Regions from separate parts of the Mus musculus genome. Here region 1 is linked to region 2. A link is a contact called in public ChIA-PET data. All regions are on one chromosome and are shown on one strand. The core of a region is the stretch at or near the end of the contact, and the rest is flanking DNA. Distances in the headings are between cores, read along the strand shown. Region 1 holds the start of Hacd3 (3-hydroxyacyl-CoA dehydratase 3). Region 2 overlaps Dennd4a (DENN/MADD domain containing 4A).

What was found. ChIA-PET counts read pairs in DNA pulled down with a chosen protein or histone mark.
Region 1: a contact with region 2 is called in an RNA polymerase II ChIA-PET map of effector CD8 T cells, with 64 read pairs. The contact joins the promoter of Hacd3 here to the enhancer-like site in region 2. A contact is called at or near these places in 1 of 15 datasets of contacts at CTCF or cohesin (CD8 T cells), 1 of 484 Hi-C or Micro-C datasets (liver), 4 of 115 datasets of contacts at active chromatin or transcription factors (the SCID.adh cell line, effector CD8 T cells, embryonic stem cells and 1 more) and 3 of 9 other capture datasets (adipose tissue, liver and pancreatic islet).

Annotation. Positions count from the first base shown.
Region 1 is chr9:65,019,982-65,023,225 of GRCm38.p6, reverse strand. It overlaps Hacd3 (3-hydroxyacyl-CoA dehydratase 3), which reads left to right and starts at 1,509. Exons shown (of 11, transcript NM_021345.2): 1 at 1,509-1,769. The coding sequence starts at 1,683.
Region 2 is chr9:64,912,309-64,915,668 of GRCm38.p6, reverse strand. It overlaps Dennd4a (DENN/MADD domain containing 4A), which reads right to left. Exons shown (of 35, transcript NM_001162917.1): 33 at 3,153-3,315; 34 at 2,929-2,993. Among named protein-coding and RNA genes, the nearest start is that of Gm39361, 19 kb to the left of the region's middle. Within about 2 kb of position 1,583, at least 40 of the 459 cell types and tissues checked have an H3K27ac peak or open chromatin away from gene starts, as enhancers often do. A contact at or near this core is called in CD8 T cells, the SCID.adh cell line, effector CD8 T cells and 2 more, where this site is marked.

The DNA.
Region 1 (3,244 bases), core at 260-2,759, 110 kb before region 2:
CTCCATCTTCCAAGTGCTAGGATTACATACGTGGACCATTGGTATACGTGGCCTGGTGGTTCTGGGAATCCAACCCAAGGCTTTGTGTGTGCTGGACAAGTGCTCTACCAAATAATCTACATCCCCATCTACAGCAGCTCCTCCTCTAAGTCCTTCAAGCATCAGAAGAGTCTGTAAAAAGGTGAACATCAGAGCCAAGCAGGATCTCTTGCCAACAGCAGAAACTAGGCGTACGTCCTGGCAATAGCCTTTATCAGTGTCAAGGACCAAATGAAAGCTTTCTGCAGGAGTAATGACTGATCTCTGAGAAGGGAGACATGGCCCTGAGCCAAACAGGGCTAGGAGGGGGGGGGGCAGTCTCTAGAGAGGACAGTGTGGTTTCTTTTTCATTTGACTGACATCATCATAAAAGCCTTATTCCCATCCCCCTGCCCCTGGCCTTGCCTTCTAGTCTCCCTCACCCTGCCCCACCACCGTGTACTTTTTAGCCTGGATGATAAACTCTACTTTATTTCCCTTTCCTTTGTTTGTTCAGGTTGGCCTTGAACTCAGTACGTAACTAAGGATGACTTTGCACTTCTGAACATCTCAAGTGCTGAGATTACAGGTGTTCACCACTAGTCCTGATTTATGTGCTATTGGGGATCAAACCCACTACCGACTAGGCTATAGTCCTCTAGTCCTCTAGTCCTCTTACTAATCTCTGTCTCTCTGTCTCTGTCTCCTTATTGATTTCCCTGGAAATGGGCCCATAATAGCTGTGCTCCTTTACAGAAAAACTTAGAAACAGATGATGACACTACAAGGAGCTGAGGTTATAGTAGAGTGCCTGTCTGCAGCATCCAGGTCCTCAAATGCTCAGGACGGGGCTAGGGATGCCAAGGAACTGATTTGTTTGTTTGCTTATTAGTTCATGTAGATAGCTATAACGAATGGGCTGTTCTGTTTGTTGGGCAGTGAATGGAAACCATCTCTCTTAAAACAGGAAGCCTGAGGCCAGGGGAGGTGTTGCACACCTTTAAATCACAAGGGAGGCAAAAGCAGACGACAGGTCCCTGGATCTGGTCTACCAAGTGAATTTCAGGTCACCTAGAGCTACATAGTAAGACAGACAGAAAGAAGAAAGAAAGGAAGGAAGGAAGAAAAAAAAAAAGCAACACCAATGTATGTCTTGAATGGCTCATCTGTCTTTCTGTGTGTGGCCTTGAAGCCCAGGGAGGAAGTGGGTTCTCACTAAACGCTGCGATCATACAAAAAAACTTGGAAGGGATCCTTGCACACAAGCCTCTTCATACGCCGCCAATCCGCCCTTTCTTTGTAGATTAGAGCCTCTCACTTTCATGTTCTTGTGCAAGGACCTCTCTGAAGCGCCACAGGAGGTAAGCGAGGAGCTCAAAAGCCTCTGATCCGAAGGCCACTGAGCCGCTGATCACGTGGCGCAGCCGCTAGCCTCTCCCACGTCCCGCCCCGTCCTCTCCCTCGCTGGGTTCGCCCCGCCCTCCCGCCCCGGTCCTCACTGCGCAAGCGCGAGCCGCGAGCGTGGGTTATCTCGAGACAGCCGGGCTGCGGGCTGCGGAGCGTGCGGGTCTGAGGCCTGCGTTCTGCTAGCTCCAGCGGCTCACAGGCCGAGGTAACGAGGCGCAGCAAGCCGAGCCTCCCCGCTCCCCCGGACAGCGTGGGCCATGGAGACTCAAGTGCTGACGCCGCATGTCTACTGGGCTCAGCGACACCGCGAGCTGTATCTGCGCGTGGAGCTGAGTGACGTGCAGGTAAAGGCCGGGCTGCGGGCTGCGCGCAGGATCGGGGGCCCCCCGGTCCCCGTCGGCCGCCCTGTGCGTTTGCGCTCCTGCAGTGCGCCAGCAGGAACCGCGAGTGGAGCGCCCCGGTCTCCCTTAGGGGCTGCAGGTGCCGTCCGGCGTTCTGCGCTTGGCCCCGGTATCCCCTTTGTTCCTGGTAGGCGCCCTGGGGAGCCTCAGCAGAGTCCTGGAAGCCGGCGGCTGGCCTTCGGGTTGCCTAAGGCCCTCTGAATTGTGGGATGAGCTCCGTGGGTCTAAAGTGCGGCTTGACAGTGGCCTGTTGTGCGGTAGCAGGACGTCAGCGCTGGCCTCTGAGGTTTAGTCCGGGCGGCCCATTGACCTTCTCAAGGCCCGTCGCTGGGCTGGGCGGGGGGCAACCCCCCAACCGTTCAGTGATAGAAATCTACACCACACCTCCGCTCACCAAGGAAATGATTTCCATCCTCTCTTTAAGGCTGCGAGCTCAGCCTTAGCAAGTTGCGTAAAGAAATTATCGTGTGACATTAAGTATTCATTTCACCACGTTTACCTATTAATGTGAGCAAATCAAATCCCTGGGAACTTCCCATGTCTCTAACCAGACCATCCAGTATTCTGTGTGAAGCGAGTGGTTTTGGTCTGGAATGTTCTTTCCCTAGTCTCCTTGACATCCATGGTATTGTAATCTTCATTCCTCTGAACTGTTTCTTGCTCGCAGTTAGATACCTGTCTGAATTCATCAATTCATCTGGTCTATTTTCTTGCAGGGTCTAGGTGCCCATGTCCACTTGAGTCTAATCTTTGCTTCTGGAATGTAAATAATTTCCCCTTGTGAACGATGAAGCTAATACTGGCCAGAATGTCTTTGAGTAAGCAGTAAATTTCATTTAAGGTGTAAGCAAACCCGAATAAATGCTACTCTAGAATAGGATGAATAATTCTCTGTGCTATTGTTCTCTACTCTGCTACAAGATTCTTTGCTAAAATAGAAAAAAAAGTTTTTGTTTTTAATTTTTATTTTTGTATTTTGGAGACAGTCATGCTATATAGTTATGGCTGGCCTGGAACTTACTATGTAGACCAAGGCTGGCCTGGAACTCACAGAGATCTGCCAGCCTCTGCCTCCTGAGTGCTGGGATTCCAAGTGTGCACCACCATGCCCAGAGATTCGAGTTTGAAACACGTTAACAGTGAACACTGTGAAGGTGGAGAAGAAAGGAGAACATTTCTTTTGGAGAGAAAAGTCCTTTTTAAGAAATTTTGGGAAGAACGAGTCCCTCACCCCTATGGAGGCTTTATCTTTCTGGGGCTTCACGTCTGCTAGTCTGAGGCGTTAGTTTTAAAAGAACATGTCAACACCATGTATACCACACCACAGATTTACAGAGATGAGTCAGACGAGCTCCACTTTCCCAGGCCCAGGCACCTTTTCCAGGGCATTCTGTCCAAAAGGAAGCATATCACATACA
Region 2 (3,360 bases), core at 334-2,833:
TGCCACAGTGGTGCCCAGTGGTGACTCGTGTAGAGTGACAGCCAACAACACAATCAAGTACAGTCTTCTTTGGACATTTAATGAATGCCCCTGGGCAGAGGGCAAGAGTAAAGTCTGCATATATTCTGGGGTTCCACTGGGTAGAACATAAAGGGATGGTAAGTGCAAGCTGAGTGCTGTTTCTCGGTACCCTTTCTGTCTCATTAGTTAAAAAGCCTTGCTCAAAGGACACAGTCTTCATTTCCCCAGGTTCTAGTGTCCTCCCCGTGGCTTCAGTGACTGAAACTCATGTAAAACTCTGCCTTTCCCAGCTGGTTTTACTAGGTACTTTCTTTCCCCACAGATGTCCATGTCTCTTTCTAGACTCTATTCAGTCCTTCCAACTTTTCTAGCTCTTGTTTGCACTGTCCATTCCATAGTAATATGGGCTTCTACAGGGGAAAGCCAACTAATGAATACTTCCTTAAATATTTTATGACTCTTCTTTTTTGGTCAGAAAAGTTATGTAAATTTGAAATATACTTTCCATATGTACAATTCACCAGTGTGTAACTCAGTCAAACTGAGCGTGGCTGTTTTTCTTTGTTTTGCTTTTTATATATTCACAAGATTGAACAGGCATCCCCACTCTCTAATTCCAGAGTATTTCATCATATGAAAACCCTTCAAAAGCAGTTGGCAGCAATTTTCCATTCTTTCCCTTATCCTAGGCACTAGAAATCGCAGATCTATTTTCTATCTGGATACTTCACACACTTTCAAGCATACACATGTGACTTCCTGTGTGGTTCCTTTTGCTAAGTATACCCAAGACCGTATGTGCTGCGTGTTGAAGCACTCACTGTATTTTCATTGTTTTCTTTTGGCAGTTTTCACTTTCAGATTCAGATCCAATCTAGGCTGGTCATGATTAAACGTGTGACCCTCTGGCCTCAGCCTCCCATGTGTTAGCACATCTACTTCTCCATCTCTACTTGGACTTTCCCCCATTTTGGTTTCTGGGACTGTCACAAATGTTTTGTGCAGAAGCCTGAGTGCATGCAGTAACCCTGGGCATCTGTGTAGATGTACATCTCTGTACAATCATTTTTTAAATTAAATATTAAAAAAATTTGTCAAATTTCTTAGTTTTAAGTTTCCAGTGTTTCAAATTATTAAAATAAAAAGCAAATATTCCAGAAGCAGGCAGATTTCTGAGTTTGAGGCCAGCCTGGTCTACAAAGTGAGTTCCAGGACAGCCAGGGCTACACAGAGAAACCCTGTCTCGAAAAACCAAAAAAAAAAAAAAAAAAAAAAAAAGCAAATATTCACAGCATTCTGCTCCAAGTTTTCTGCTTATAATATGAAACACTTATTTTTAATTGTAAGGGTAGGTCAGGACATAAAATATTTGTTTACAAACAAAACTATGGACTCAGCCCAGGTGTTTCCTCTAGCCTTCTCCATCACTTGGCTCTTGATTTTCAATGTTTATATTTCTATTGGAACTCATCCAAAGTTTCTCAACTTTATTTCAACTCGGTGACTAGCAAGGTCCATAGTCCAGTGTTCCCTGATTGTAGCTTTGTCTTTTGAAGGTATTGATTGTATTTTGAAGGGTGAGAGGCTAGAAAGACAGTTCAGTTATTAAATATGCCTGCTGCTCATTCAGATTCCAGAACCCATGTGCGATGGCTCACATAAAGATTTATTTTATTTTTATTTTTGAGTATGTGTGGTGTGACTGTATGGTATGATTGTATCTGTGTGCATGTGTGTGGGAGAGCATGGGGGTCAGAAGAGGGCACTGACCCCCTGGAGCTAGAGTTACATGTGGTTGTGTGTTGCTTGACATGGGTGATGGGAACTGAACACTGGTCCTCTGGGACGACAGCAGTGCTCGTCACTGCTGAGCCATCTCACCAGCTGTATTTACTTAGCACAGACTTTTAAAGGCTGATTATTGTTGCTGTTGTTGTTGGGTGTATGTATGTGTGTGTGTGTTATGATGTGCACATGTAGAGGCAGAAGGTATCTTTTGGGAGTCAGTTCTCTCTTTCACCATGGGCCCCAGGGATAGAAGTCAGGCCATCATGCGTGGCATGGCGAGTGCTTTTACCCACTGGGCACCATGCCAGCTCTTATGCTTAGGTCACAGAACAACTTGCAGGCCTTGGTTCTCTCCTTCTACCATTGATTTCTAGGGCTCAAACTTAGGTCATCAGGCATGGTGCCCACATGCCTTTAATCACTGGGATCTCTAACCAGCCCTAATAGCAGAAGCTTTTAAGTCTGAGGCCTTAAAACAACTTGCCCATTGCCATCTTCTGTATGAGTCCATTACTTTCTTCTAACTAAATAAGTCTGTTCTTAAAGTGTTAATTTAAAATACTACACTCAACTGTCAGGGAGTGGTGGTATAAACCTTTAATCTCAGCACCTGGGAGCCTGAGGCAGGCAGATCTCTGAGTTTAAGGCCAGACTGGTCTACTTAGTTCTAAGACAGCCAAGGCTGCAGAGAAACTGTTTCAAAAAACAAACAAACAAACAAACAACAACTGCAACAACAATCTCACGGCATACTCGACGCATGGTCTGATTGAGCAACCAGTTATAGCACACATGCCCACTACACACTAGCATGCACACAGATCCACTACACACTAGCATGCACACGGGCCCACTACACATTAGCATGACTCTGCTGCCATGCACTTGCGCTCACGTGTACAAATCTACATACAGATAAACACATACACATCATTTAAAAAATAATACATCTTAAAGAGTTGCTAAAAAAGATTAATTTTTCTAATAAGTTAATGCAAAGATATAATAATTAAGACCACCACTGAAAACCCTTTAAAATCTACAATATGCTGTATAGTGTGTTTTGTACAGTTTTTATAGTTAGTACAGTAAACTATGTTATTTATGACATTGAGTTACCTATATCAATGTTTTCTCTTCCCAGTGCCACAAGTGAGAGAAATAATATTTCTCTATATAAACTCCTGTGGGCAAAAAGACATGGAGAAAAAATTAGAATCCTTAGAGCTTTTATGTTCTCTACAAAGCCTTTATGTTACATAAGCGTAGAGTAGTCTAAAAACCATAAAGCCCACAGGATGCTTCTCATGGGCTATAACCCATCATCTGAGGGGCAGACTCACCGCTGTCTTTTAAAATGCGGACACTTATTCAGAGTCTCTAAAATCTGACTCATGGGCCCATAGACATCGTTCATTTTAATGCTCTTCACCATGCTTTTCAGCAGTTCCTGGTTAAAGGAGTCATCACCTTTTTGTAACAAATGGACCATTGGGTACTTTTGAGCTGTAAAAGAGCAGAAGAAGGGATGACAGACATGCTCTCTGTAGA